4 separate regions of the Mus musculus genome follow, and all the other regions are linked to region 1. Evidence: chromatin contacts called from public HiChIP or PLAC-seq and promoter capture Hi-C data. All regions are on one chromosome and are shown on one strand. The core of a region is the stretch at or near the end of the contact, and the rest is flanking DNA. Distances in the headings are between cores, read along the strand shown.

Evidence for each region. Promoter capture Hi-C pulls out the DNA fragments that hold promoters and counts their contacts. HiChIP or PLAC-seq counts read pairs in DNA pulled down with a chosen protein or histone mark. Capture Hi-C pulls out chosen DNA fragments and counts their contacts.
Region 2: a promoter capture Hi-C map of adipose tissue shows a contact between it and region 1. The contact joins the promoter of Kdf1 here to the promoter of Tmem222 in region 1. A contact is called at or near these places in 1 of 484 Hi-C or Micro-C datasets (bone marrow-derived macrophages), 2 of 115 datasets of contacts at active chromatin or transcription factors (both in embryonic stem cells) and 3 of 9 other capture datasets (adipose tissue, liver and macrophages).
Region 3: a contact with region 1 is called in a promoter capture Hi-C map of neural stem cells. The contact joins the enhancer-like site here to the promoter of Tmem222 in region 1. A contact is called at or near these places in 3 of 39 promoter capture datasets (cranial neural crest, embryonic stem cells and neural stem cells), 2 of 484 Hi-C or Micro-C datasets (bone marrow-derived macrophages and embryonic stem cells), 27 of 115 datasets of contacts at active chromatin or transcription factors (the 230-238 cell line, acute myeloid leukemia, bone marrow-derived macrophages and 18 more) and 3 of 9 other capture datasets (adipose tissue, liver and macrophages).
Region 4: a contact with region 1 is called in an H3K27ac HiChIP or PLAC-seq map of embryonic stem cells, with 4 times the contacts expected there. The contact joins the enhancer-like site here to the promoter of Tmem222 in region 1. A contact is called at or near these places in 2 of 39 promoter capture datasets (the C10 cell line and stem cell-derived epiblast-like cells), 1 of 15 datasets of contacts at CTCF or cohesin (embryonic stem cells), 6 of 115 datasets of contacts at active chromatin or transcription factors (bone marrow-derived macrophages, embryonic stem cells and extraembryonic endoderm stem cells) and 2 of 9 other capture datasets (embryonic stem cells and liver).

The regions. Positions count from the first base shown.
Region 1 is chr4:133,276,035-133,279,220 of GRCm38.p6, forward strand. Tmem222 (transmembrane protein 222) reads right to left here and starts at 1,756. Exons shown (of 6, transcript NM_025667.3): 1 at 1,497-1,756. The coding sequence starts at 1,690.
Region 2 is chr4:133,517,200-133,520,385 of GRCm38.p6, forward strand. It overlaps Kdf1 (keratinocyte differentiation factor 1), which reads left to right and starts at 1,764. Exons shown (of 4, transcript NM_133707.2): 1 at 1,764-1,853. It overlaps Gm42323 (predicted gene, 42323), which reads right to left and starts at 2,659. Exons shown (of 3, transcript NM_001378703.1): 1 at 1,901-2,659; 2 at 990-1,062. The coding sequence starts at 2,610.
Region 3 is chr4:133,037,277-133,040,462 of GRCm38.p6, forward strand. All of the region lies in intron 2 of Ahdc1 (AT hook, DNA binding motif, containing 1), which reads left to right. Among named protein-coding and RNA genes, the nearest start is that of Ahdc1, 27 kb to the left of the region's middle. Within about 2 kb of position 1,750, at least 206 of the 459 cell types and tissues checked have an H3K27ac peak or open chromatin away from gene starts, as enhancers often do. A contact at or near this core is called in bone marrow-derived macrophages, craniofacial prominence, embryonic basal ganglia and 9 more, where this site is marked.
Region 4 is chr4:133,447,393-133,450,578 of GRCm38.p6, forward strand. No RefSeq gene overlaps it. Among named protein-coding and RNA genes, the nearest start is that of Gm42322, 8.6 kb to the left of the region's middle. Within about 2 kb of position 1,604, at least 52 of the 459 cell types and tissues checked have an H3K27ac peak or open chromatin away from gene starts, as enhancers often do. A contact at or near this core is called in embryonic stem cells, where this site is marked.

The DNA.
Region 1 (3,186 bases), core at 506-3,005:
CCATTCTGGCTTTGCCTGCTGAGAACTGGGAATAGAGGTGTGGACCACCCCTGCCCTCTACATTTTGAGACAGTATCTCTCATTGACTTGACAGGAGTAGGTAGCCAGCAAGCCTCAGAGATGCTCTCACCTCCACTTCCTCAGCTCTGGGACTTCAGGCAATGCACTGCTGCATGAAGGTTTTTTTACATGGTTAACAAGGATCCAAACTCAGGTTATTCACAGAAAGCACTTTTACTGACTGAGCCATCCACCCTGGCCCAAGTAGCTTTACATACTTTAAAAATTAGGGTCATTTGATAGATGAAATGGCATACACCTGTAGTCCCAGAACACAGAAGGCAGGGGGAACAGGGGTTCAAAGTCAGGTTGGGCTACGAAATAAATACCAGACCAGCCAGGGCTACATATCAAGCTCATGTCTCAGTCAAAACCAATAAAATAAATAAATACAAAATCGAAAGATTAAAATGATTTGAAGATCAGAAACATTTGAGACTAAAAATATTCCTTCTCCACACAACTTGGCTCTGTTTGTTTGTTTGTTTGAGATTGGGGCTCACTATACATGCCTGGCTGGCCTGGAACTCCTACCATATAATTCAGGCTGCCCTCCAACTCACAGACATCTGCTTGCCTCTGCCTCCAAGTGCTATGGTTAAAAGTATGGATCCCCGTGCCTGGTAGCTGATTTTGATAGAAGGAAAGAAAAGAGTACCTCCTCAGGTGAGAGGTAGGATGCCACAGCTGAAAGATGAGTTATATATAGTCAGTGAACTAACTGGCTTCTGAATATCTTCTTGCTGGGATAGTCAACGGACCAAGACGATGTTACAAAGGAACTCAGCTTCCCCATGGGGGAAGGGGATTTCTACTACAGAAAATAAAGCTTGTAAACTGTCCAGACTGTTAGGATTAAGGTAGGAGGGTTGTAAGCTGCATTCTTCCACTGGGAGGCAGATACCTAGGTCGCTGAGACTGCTTTGTAACTCAAATGATGTAGGGGGAAAAACGCCAGCACGGACCTCCCAATGCTGACATTCCACGAACCAGTGTGGCTTCGATCAAACACTCAGTTCTGTTTCTAAAGGCGAAACGTCTTGTGCATAACAGACGACAAGTACGCGCTCGTTTGCTCAATGAGTGAAAAAACAAAAACAAAAACCAACGGGGAATGAATGACGATGCCTCTTCAGACAATGATTAAGGGTCTTTTCTGTACGCCTGCAGCTTAAGGGCGTGCTAATGACCAGATCTTTGCTGCTGATCTACACTTCTCCTCCTCTCCAGTTAGACCTGGGGGAACCAGGGCCGGAACTATGCCCCACATCCAAGGGGACCGCGCACCTCATAGGTGACGAGAGCTCTAGGGGACTGGGGGCTAGCCTGGCCCGGAGTACGGGTTGCTGCAAGTCTGGGGAAAAAAAAGCTAGCATGGCACCCCGGAGGATGCTCGGGCCCTCGGCGACTTCGCGCTGACATCGGAAGACACTCACGTGAGCACCGGGATGGGTGTCCACACCACGCAGTAGGGGAAGCGGCTCCGCTCCACGTCCATGACAACGCCACCGGACCCGTGGTACTGCTTCATGTCCGTCTCGGCCCCCGTCGGCGTTTCTACTTCCGCCATCCGAGGAGGGGGCGGCGGCGGCTGTAACAGAAGCGGAGAACTCCCTTCCGCTTCCGCCATCCCGCGCGCGTCCCGCTCGGGAAGGCCGACCGCGCCGCCGCTCGCCCCTGTGTCATCACTTCCGGGAGGCGGAGTGTCCTCTCGGTCGATCTTCCCCCGGGGAATTGGAGCCTTGTCCTTCTGGGCCCGGCTAGTTTAGCCTCTTTCCCGTGTTTGTAGCGGAGCATTTCCGTGGACCTCAGGAAGCTCTCAGTCGAGCCCCGGGAACCCACAACCAACCGCGGTTCCGCATGCCGGCACGTGGTGCAGGCACTCTTTATTGATCACTTCTTAGGTGCCAAGCATGTGATATTCATTGGTACTACTGTCTATAAACTGATTAGACGTGCAAATTTAGTTGTTTCCCCCAGAAAACAAATCAGAGACAAAGGCTCTTAGAAATGAAGTGAGCAACGATTCAAACGCAAGTCTTTGTAGATTTCCTTTGTCCTTTTTAGTCTGTGGCATGAGTTACATAATAGTCTGTTACGTGATGGTGTAAAAAGGGAGGTCAAACTAAAATCTTGGTGTGTATGGGAGACACGTACACTTGGTGTGTATGGGAGGGAGCAGCCTTGGGCCTGGGGAGAGCACGGATGCAGAAGTGCCAAGACAGGAAACTTGAGGTCACTATGTGCAGTAGAGAATATCATCCAAGACTTATCTAAATCTCTTTATTGTTCGTGTTTTGGGGCACATGTTTGTTTTTGTTTTGAAACAGGGTCTCACTATGTAGCCCTGTCTGTCACTATGTAGACCAGGCTGACATTGAACTCTTAACTCTGCCTCCCAAGTGCTGGGATTTAAAAGGGTACATCACTAAGCCAGGTCCTTTTTTGCTTTATAGAAAACTCGGCAGTTAGCACTTGTCTAAGATCACACTCAAGAACACAAAGTGGCCAGGCTCCAGTCTTGGAATCTTTTGATTTTTCAGAGGGATAATCAGAGAGACATGGAAGTGGAATGTTATGCGGTGAGGAGTGGGTGGGATGGGTTTGGAAGACAAGAAGGGAACCAGGCTATAGGAAGGTGTAAGAAAAATGAGGCAGAAAGGCAAACAGATTGTTTCAACAGGCTGAGACTGAGACTGTTTTATTGGAACAGCGGGCTGGAGGAGATATATATATGTTACAGCTCCTCTTTGTGTGTGTGTGTGTGTGTGTGTATGGTTTGACTGGGACCAGAGTGGGGGTTGTTTTCCATACTCAGGCATATTGTTTCTGCAGGTGAAGCAGACCTGTCAGATAGGGGCTAAGCACTTCATTCTGGCTAGAAGCTATGGCTTAGTACAGCTAGATTCAATTCCTCATCACCTAAGACTATTAGCCAACAGAAGGTGTGGACAAATGTTTAGGGAAGGCAAAAGCTATGCTTTTGAGAAGGTTTGCTTCCATGAAATGAGTCTCCTTTAATAGTAACTTGCCAAAAGCCTGCGGTCCTGATAATTTTTTTTTGTTTGTTTTTGTTTTTGGTTGGTTGGTTGGTTTTTCGAGACAGAGTTTCTGTGTAGCCCTGGC
Region 2 (3,186 bases), core at 514-3,013, 240 kb after region 1:
CAGAGATCCATTTGTCTCTGCCTCCTGAGTGCCAGGATTAAAGGTGTGCACACCTGGCTGAACGGGTCTCTACCAGTCCCGTACACGGCATTGCAAGAGCGTCTCACGAATGTGCCCTAGAACAGGCCTTGCTAGGCTTAGAGTTTGCAGAAGTGCCACTGTACACAAGGTGGCTCATTTTCTGAATTCCAAAGGGGAATATGGTGTACCCCTTGTCCATCCTTGCCCCAGAAGGAAGTGTGATAGACTGTGGGAAGTTCTGCCACTGGGCCTTTGCTGGGAACTTGCCACAGGGATCTCTCCCAAACCTGTCATTTCCATGTGTGACCTTCTTTGTCCTCCCCAGTTGACAGAGGTACCTTTTAAAATTGTTTGTTTGTTTACTTATTTATTTACTTATTTATTTATTTATTGGTTTTTTTTGAGACAGGGTTTCTCTGTGTATCCCTGGCTGTCCTGGAACTCACTTTGTAGACCAGGCTGGCCTCAAACTCAGAAATCTGCCTGCCTCTGCCTCCCAAGTGCTGGGATTAAAGGTGTGTGCCACCATGCCCCTCATGGTTTTTTTTGTTTGTTTGTTTGTTTTTTTGAGATGGGGTCTCTCTACATAGTCCTGCCAATCCTGGAACTCACTCTGTAGACCAGGCTGGCCTGGAACTCACAGAGGTCCACCTTACTGCCTCCAAAGAGCTGGGATTAAAGGCATGTGCCACCACATCTGGCTAGAGAGGTCTATATCTACAGAGGGGACACTGGAAAATGGAAAGTGACTTGCTCCCATGTCAAACAGTTCAAAAAGAGCAAGAAAGACATCAGGGACTATGTTGGCTGTGGAGGCGCATGCCTGTGATCCCAGCACTCCATAGATAAGAGGAGCAAGTCTTCAAGGGCAGCCTTGGCTACATAGGGAGCTAGAGGCCAGCCTGGGGTACATGAGACTTTGTCTCAGAAAACTTGAACAATCTACGGCTGCACCCCTGGGAACATACCTGATCTAGGCTGATCTTGACTCGAAGCAGGACAGGATATGGCTGGTCTTCCCAGGATCTTGTATTGGAAGACCTAGGTAAGAGGAGCTGAAGAGAGAGTTCTGCCTCAGAGAGCACTGGCTGCTCTTCAAAGTTCCAAGGTCCCCAGTTCGACTCTCAAGTGCTCACATAACAGCTCACAACCCTCTGTAACTCCAGTTCCAGGGCATCCCATGCCCTCCTCTGCTCCCTTACCTGTGGGCACAAGGCACGCAAGTGGTGCATGGATGTACAAGCAGGCAAGACATTCATACATATAAAAACATTTAATGTAAAAAAAGAGAAACCTAAATAAGTGAATATGTAGACAGACAGATAGATAGACAAGAGATCATTGCCTAGCTATTCAAACAGTGAAGAATATTTACTAAGCAGTTGGTATGTGCCAGGCGCTGTACTAGGGAAACAAGACCAGACCTTACCCTCAAGGTCAGAGGCTAAAAGGAGGAGACAAAAGACAGGAAAGCAACAGTCTGCTGGGAACTATAATAAAGAGTCCAGAGAACTGTTCCACATGACAGAGCTAGGGACTCAGGGGCCCGGACGGCTTCCCAGGAGGCATGCATGCCCTTTAAGTAGGAGCTTTGCGGCCCGGTAGGCGCCCCATGGGCTCTCCGATACTTCCAGGACACTGGACTATAGAGCAGAGAGGGGACCTAAGCACTGTTGCCCGATGATGGCCCCTCTCAGGGCCTCACTCTCCTGGCTGGGCCGGAGCTGGGCGGGGCCTCGGCCAGGTGCGCGGCGGCGCTCGGCGGAGGCAGGAAGTGTGTCCCCAGCGGCGCCCCGTGCCGCGCTCCCGCGAGACGCTTACCTGCGACCCAGGTGAGTGCCGAGGGGGGCGGGGGAAGGGCCGAGCGGAGGCGGCTCACCTGGCTGGGCAGGTAAGGCCGGCGCGGGTCCGCGGGGGCGCGGGGCGGTGCAGCCCCGGGTGGGTGACCCTGGAGGCCGCGCCTGGACGGCGGCGGGGCGCGGGCCCTGCTCCTCGGGCCCCGACGTCCACTTCCGGGGTGCGCGGGGCCCGGCCGGAGCGGCCCGAACGGGCGCAGGGCTGGGCTGGGCTGGGCGGGCCGAGAGGCCCCTGGGGTGCTAGGACCCAGCACCGTGCGTGGAACAGCGTCGGGAGTCGCGGGCCACGGCGCTGGTGGCAAGCGAGGCGGTGCGCGCCCCGACGGCAACGCGAGCCCTGCCGCCTGGACGCGCGCGGCTCCTGCTTGCAGATGAGACAGTGGCTGGGGCTGTGCCAGGGGGGTGCACAGTACCCTGCGCCCGAGCTGAGCAGAGCTGAGCGCGGCTCGCTGACCATACGTTTGCCTGGACAGAGGCTGCTGCAGCCGGCTCGTCCTGGGGACACAGGGAGGAGGGCCCATGGAGAGCCCCCGAGTCTGTCTGTCTGTCCGTCTGTCTCTGTGTTTTGTGGGGACTGTCGGAAAGGCGAAGGCAGTGAGAAATCAGAGAATCCTGGGGCCATCAGACCTTGAGGCATCCTTGCGATGCCTTCGAACGCTGCCAAGTTAGAGAATGCCAAGAGTGTGTCTTCCCAGGCTTTTGCTAAACACGGAGCTCCACCCCCAACCCCCATACCTCCGTAGAGGGTTAGAAGGACATTAATCTCTCCTCTTTTGAGAGATGAGGTTTTCCATTTTTATTTTACGTCACATTGGTTTATTATTTACTTATATTTAAGTTAATTTAATATATATTTTGTTTTGCTTTTTGAGATAGGGTCTCATATGGCCCAGGCTAGGCCCAATATTCAGCCAAGGATGACTCTGAAGTCCTCATCATCTCATCGTGTCTTGTGCTGGAATTACAGACGTGGGCCACCTCACTACTCTAAGATGAACCTATTTAAAGATGAGGAAGCTGGGTCCAAGACTCTTGTCCCAGGCCAAAATTGAGGCAAAAATTGGTCCCACTAAATTAAGTGAGCAGTGTCACTGGGTTGTCAGGAGGGATGGACCAGGGACAATCGTGGGAAAAGGAAGGTGTAGATGGATGGTTTGAAGGGACGCTCATGCAAGGCACTATTCATACCACAAACAGGAAGGCTGACTGCTTGGTTGTTTAAGTTTCAGACAGGGTCTCTCTCTTGGGTAGCCCAGGCTGATCTTGAACTCAAAGAATCTGCCTGGCTCAGCCTTTCTAGTTCTGAAAT
Region 3 (3,186 bases), core at 500-2,999, 240 kb before region 1:
TTACACCTTTAGCCACTTTGCACCGGTATAGACTGGCCCAGCAGGAGAAGGCACCTGGGCTGTGGGTTGAGGAGAAAGGATTCCCCTCCCTCAGGGTTCTGACCAACTGGCCCCAGGTGGAACCTCTACTGCGGCTCCCCCGCCTCTCAGGGCTTTTTGGCATCGCCTCTGAGCACCGGTTCTTAGCTCCTTCCTTTCATCCCAATGTCACCTCTGACTCTGGAGTCCGTCCTGGCCTGGTAGGTGGGGGAAGGCAGGGTGGCAGCTGGACCCTTGGAGCAGAAACCCTGCCCCTCTAAGCCAGCTGCTGCCAGCCTTCCTGGACTGACTCTATGGAAACAGGGGACCCGGAGACAGAAATAAACTGCCAGGTTTCCGGGGCGGGAGGGAGGGTGTGATATGTGACTGCCAACCTTTGTGTTTCCTTGCTTGGAGTGGTGTGTGTGTGTGTGTAGGGAGCAGGAAGCATCTCCAGGCTCTGTGAGGATGCGCCCCCCCCCCACGCCCGCCCGCCCGCCCTGTGTCACATCTCTCATTTTTGTACCCCTTACCTCTGAGGCTGGGTTGAGTCCGGAATATGATAAACAAGTTAACTTCAGGGGCCAAGTAGTCTGAGACGAGCATTGGAAAGCAGAGTGCAGTCTTTGGGCTCTTGGACATCCAAAATGGTATCCATCTTTAGACCCTCTAGCTGTCCCACAGCAGGTGCTGAACCGACTCAACTGTTGCAGCGGGGTACTAAAGAGTTGGGAGACCTCTATTGGGTACCTACTCTGACACATTGGGCTTTAGTTTCCGCCTCTGTTTAAGGTTTAATTACTTTGTGTCAGTAATTAATATTCTGAAGCCAGTTTGTCTGACTTTGGGCTGTGCTGCTGTCAAACCTCTGGCAGGTCACTACTGAACCTCAGTTTCCTCCGGCAAGAAACACTGTATCTTTATTGGGACCTTAATGGAGTTAATGCTCTTTGATACTGCAGAGCCAGTGTGCATGTTGTTGGCCACTAATATGAAGTAGGCGCTAGATGTAAATGTATGAAAATACACTGTTTTGGTGTAAGGGACTTTTACTCTGAAAGGGGGGATTTTTAAATCCCTCTCAATAAATATCCCTCCCCCCTCAAAAAAAAAAGTTTTGCTCAGGAAAAGGCGCACGGCAAAGTGAATAAGGTACTCTCCGAATAAAGCCGGGTAGCTCATCCCAACTTACAGGTAAGGAAATCGAGGCCGGTGATTGGCCACTGGTGCTCGGCGGCGCTATCCAGTGAGGCCTGAGTCCGCCGCTGGGGAGGGAGTGCCCGGGCCGCGGGCGCTCACCGGAGGAGGGGCGTGCAGGTAGCGGGCGCCTCGCAGCCACCAGCCGCAATCAGGCGGTGTTAGCAATTCTGCCGCTCGACCGGCCGAGCAAGCGAGTCGGGCCGGGTGTCTCCCGGGCCCTCCCCAGCCCCGAGCCGGATAGAAGCGGCCCTCCCCTCCCCTTCCACGTGTCCCTCCTCCGCGGGTAGCCGAGGGCCCCGGCTAGCGGGACGGGGGCCAGGAAAAAGCCGAAAACAGCGCGGCCGGGCCGCTCCCCTCCCGCTCAAAATAGCCCCCGGCCGGGGCTGCCACGCATTCCGCCGTCCCCGGGGCGCGGGAAGGAGCGGCGGGCCGGGCGACGTGGCTGCCTCGCCGAGTGGGACTGGGTGGGGGCGAGGGCGGGCCGCGCGGTCGCTCGCTCCCTCGCTCGGCCGGCCCGCATGTGGCTCTCCTTCGGGGAGCCTTGGCAGCCCAGGCGGCGCGCTGCGCCGGGATGATGGAGAGCTTCTGGAATTTCCTGCAGCTGGAGAGCGCGAGCGGCCGGGGGAGCCGGCCCAGCGCGGCTCGGGAAGGGGGCGCCGAGCCGGCCGACCCCCGCACGCGTCTCCGTAGCCTCCGCCGCCGCCGTCGCCGCTCCGGGGGTGGGAGAGGTTTCCCGGACCTCCCCCGGGCGAGGCGGGAGGCTCCCCTCCCCCGCCGCTCCTTCGGGGCTGGCGGGGGTCCAGGCCCGCCCTTCCCCGGCCTGGGCGGCGGACAGGGGCCAGGTGCAGGCGACGCCCCTCCCCCCGCCGCCTGGTTTCCCTCTCGGCCCCGTCACCTCCGCCGGAGTCAGAAGCCCTGCGGCCTCCTGGGGAGGGGGCGGGGGCGCAGGCGCGGCCACCGGGCGGCCAGGTAGCTCGAGGGGCGGCGGCGGCGGCAAAACTCCGGAGCGGCTTCTTTCGGCCGGCAGACCCGCGCCTCCTGCTCGAGCCGAGGCGTCGAAGGGCTTCCTCTCTGCCGAAGGCAGGCGAGGCCGTTCGCTCCCAGGCCCCCTTCTCTGGCAACGACCGAGCCAGTGGACCGCGGACGGCTGGGGACCATCCTTGATGATTTCCCCAACTCCGGCAGCAGCTTGCTTTGGGGCATAACTGCACCCTGCGGGTCAGGGAGTCCAGAAAAGGGACCCGGGAGGGAGGGCGTCCCGTTTACCGGAGCCCCGAAAGCCAGGGGAGTTGGTAAGTGACCTCTCAGGGCTCTTCCTTTTCTCTTTTCTTTTCTTTTCTTTTCTTTTCTTTTCTTTTCTTTTCTTTTCTTTTCTTTTCTTTTCTTTTCTTTTCTTTTCTTTTCTTTTCCTTTACTGTTGGGAGTGTGTCCGCGCGCGCGTGTGTGTTCAGAGATTACTTTCCCCACAACTTTGCCTGATTCTAGTACCGTTTGGTAAAGTGCGGATGGAAACGGATGAACCGTTTGGCCACTCCCAGCCGAAGGCTCTGATTCAGTTACAATTCCCGCCCCCACCGAGCTCACCGCGCCGCGTTAAACCGAAGCATCGGTGGTAGTAGGCATGGTTTGATTCTTTCTCTGCCCTGCACTGTTCAGTGTCTTTGGGCAAGTCTCTTTACTCCTTTACCTTTGACTTTTCTGAAAAAACTAGGCCTTGTGGGGCTTAAAGTTGCACATGTAAGGCAATTAGTGTGGGGCCAACTCAGTAAGGACACCTGAGTACCAGCAGTCGCTTTCAGGAGGATAGAGGCCACCCTTAAAGCATTAATCCCATCTGCCTTCCACTGGCCCCTGTATAATGTGGTTTCCCAAGGTAATCAGTGTCTCGTGAGAAGGGGATGGAGAGGGAGAGCCGTTGGCGTCATTGAGTGTTCATTTATTCATTAAACCCGTGCTTACTGTTAGGTT
Region 4 (3,186 bases), core at 354-2,853, 170 kb after region 1:
AAGCTACAACACCTGACCATGAAGCCAGGAATTGAGGCCACCTGCTCAGCATCAAGCTGCCAACCCTGGGAGTGGACAGTCCTCTGAGGAGACCCTCAAATCTTCAGGCAGCAGCAGATCTGACTCACATCTGATCACAACTCTGAGAGATCATGAGTTGCAGGCACGCAGCTGTGGCACTCCTGGAGTCATGCTGAGTCAGAGAAGCCATGTGCCACCGTCCTCTGTGCACAGTGTGGAATAGTCTGTGCCCTAACTCTAGTAACTAATACAGTCGAGACTCAGAAGGTGCTGGAATCTCTAGAAAGCAGTCACAGGTGGGGGGGGGGGGATGGAATAAGGCTGTGAGACTCAGACTTGCCTCCCTGGGACTTCAGGAGCCAAGGAGAGCCACACCTACTCCACAGTTTCTCCTGCGTTGGGGAGGAGAGGGAGAGAAGGGAGCCTAACCAGTCAGAACAGCCGCTAAATCTCGCCTCCTCTGCTGTGTTCATCCTTAAGAGGAGCCCAAATCAATCAACGACCCTTTTTATATTCAGGTTACCAGGGTTTCTGACAGGTTCACACCGATGGTAAGGAGTCTGCCTGGCCCCCAAAGATGCCAGCCAATGTAGTCTTTCCAAGCAGAGAAAGCACAGTGGCAGAACACCTGCCTCCGTGTGCGTGAGGTCGTGGGTTCAATTCCCAGTGCTGCAAACAAAAGCAAACCACAAAGGAGCCAGGGCTCTGGCCCAGGGCCGTCCTCCTGTGCTCCATCAGGGAGGGAAGTGAGCGCCGGGCTGCGCTCAGCACATGCGCACTGTAGACCAGCACCATTTCCCTCATGGAAAGGTAAGCACAGAGAATTTTAGGATTCTTTGTCTCCTGCCTACTTCCTGATCCTCCATAAGTCTTATTTTGTTTTGGTGTGTGCGCGCACACTTAAACAGACTCTAAATCTATAACCCGGTGTGGAACTCATTATGTAGCTCAGGTTGACCTCAGACTTACAGCAATTCTCCTGCCTCAGCTACCTGAGTGCATGACCCACTCCACCTGAACGCTTCACGCTCACCCGCTCTGTTCCATTGGGCCTTTCTTCCTAAGAGTTCTTAGAGACATTACCTTCCTCTCGCCCAGAGCTTCCCTTCCCAAATTATTCCACTCGTTTCCCCACTAGCCATTCTCCCTTTGGGAAATTCCTGAGGCTCGGCCACAGCACTGGGGGTGGGACTCGCCCTAACTCACTCCGTCTCCATGGTGGGAAAGCCCTGTCCAGTCCCCCCAGGGAACTAGTGCCTCCTTTAGGAAGACCGCACTCCACAGCTATCCTCAGACCCTGTGAGGACCCCATCACAGACCTCATCTTGTGATTGTGTGTGTGTGTGTGTGTGTGTGTTAGAGTCGCTAGGGAACACACCCAGACACCAAATTCTCAGCACAAAGGAAGTTTATTACCCCAGAGGGACAAGCAAGGGGCGTGCCGCCTCTGGATCAGACCACGGCAGTAGCAGGTGTGTCTGCAGAAATAGTTTTTAATGAGGGAAGGGGAAGTCTGTGCTAAGACCTGATTGGACAGCTTAGCTGGTGTAGGCAAAAAATGAATGTTGATAGCTGGGCCTTGGTGTTTAGTCTCAAGAATGAATAGGTGGCTAAATAAGGGAATAGACCTTGGGGGCAAGCTTTAGGAATGTAATCTCGTGGTTTAGCAAGGCAGAGGGAAGGGCCAAAGCAGACAGCGCCATGTTTGCCATGATTGGGCCTGTTAGAGAGCCCTTCAATGATGGCCGCCCACTGCCCCTGTTGGTGCCCCCATCCCTGGGCTGGCTGAGGAAGGCATTTTACTCCAGTACACTCTGCCTGCTAAATTGAGGTGGGTGGAGTCTGAGATGTTCCTGCAGCCTCTGGGAAGCTGGGCAGATCCCGAGGAGCTAATTTTTCATGCTGTGGAGCTCAGAGGAAGTTCAAGGACAGGACAGGGCAAGCAGATGGTGAGACACAAGGAACATTCCAGCCATCTTCTGACCTCAGACGTGATAGCTCACGCCTGCAATCCCAGCACTGGGAAAGCTAGGCAGGAGGCAATATTGCCATGTCTGTGAGTTGTGGGCCAATGTAGTGAGGGCATCTCCCACAGTCTGGACAGCCCTTGAGGAAGGGGAGAGGAAGCTACTTAATACCTGTGAAGTCAGGAGGGCTTGAGGGAGGTTATGGAATTAAAGTCTGTTAGTCAACCTCCAATGAGAATTTTCCAGAAAGAGAGACCGCAAGGAGGCAGGTGGAGGGGGAGTGTGTAACACGGTGAGATGACAGAATTCAGCCACTTGCAGCGAGTGGGCACCTGCTCTCTCTAGGGAAGCGCAGGCAGGAGCTGAGGGCACGGAGAACACGGAAAATGTGACACGTCCATCTGCATGTTTCTGGTACTTAAAAGAATGACTGAGTCCGTGATCAGTCAGATTCGTGGCCCTGCGTCATTCTGCAGTCATGCAACCAGACTCGTGGAGGTCAGCAAGGGTCAAAATTTAGGTGGGCTCACGAGGTACCACTGCATGAATTCCAACCGCAACAGCCGAGCATCTGTCAGAGCGCCACCTGCTGGCTGATACTGACTGTGGCCAGAATTGAAAGTTTGTTGCCTGAATGGGGAAGGGGACTCCCTTCAAATGACCTGTCCCACTAAAAAATAACTAGTGCTTGATTCATCCTGACCCTCCTGAGGGTCAGCCAACATAAACAACAAACGAAAGAAGGGGGTGTTGTGGTGTGTGCCTATAATCCCAACCCTTGGGAGGTAAAATCAGGAGGGATCATGATTTCAAGGCCAGCCTAGGCTACATAGTGAGGCTATTCCTAAAGCAAAAATAAAACAGTCATACGCCTTGCAACAGGCAAAAAGGTCTCCCGGTGCCTGTTCTCCTGGAGAAAGGTTGAACATTAGTGACCTTCAATGCTTCATTCTCTAGAGGAGGGGGTGTGCTCTGGGTTGGCTGACTCTATAACTGTGTAGGGATAAAACCAACTTATGGAAAACCTATGGTGGATAGAGAGGGTGGATGGGTTAGCTGTTAAGAGCACTGGATAGTCCTGGAGAGGACCAGAAATTGTTTCCCAGCACTTATGGGCAGCTCCCACTACCTGTAGCTCCACTTCCAGGGAATCTGCTGCCTGCCCCCTTCTGGTCTCCACTGGCACGTCATACATTCC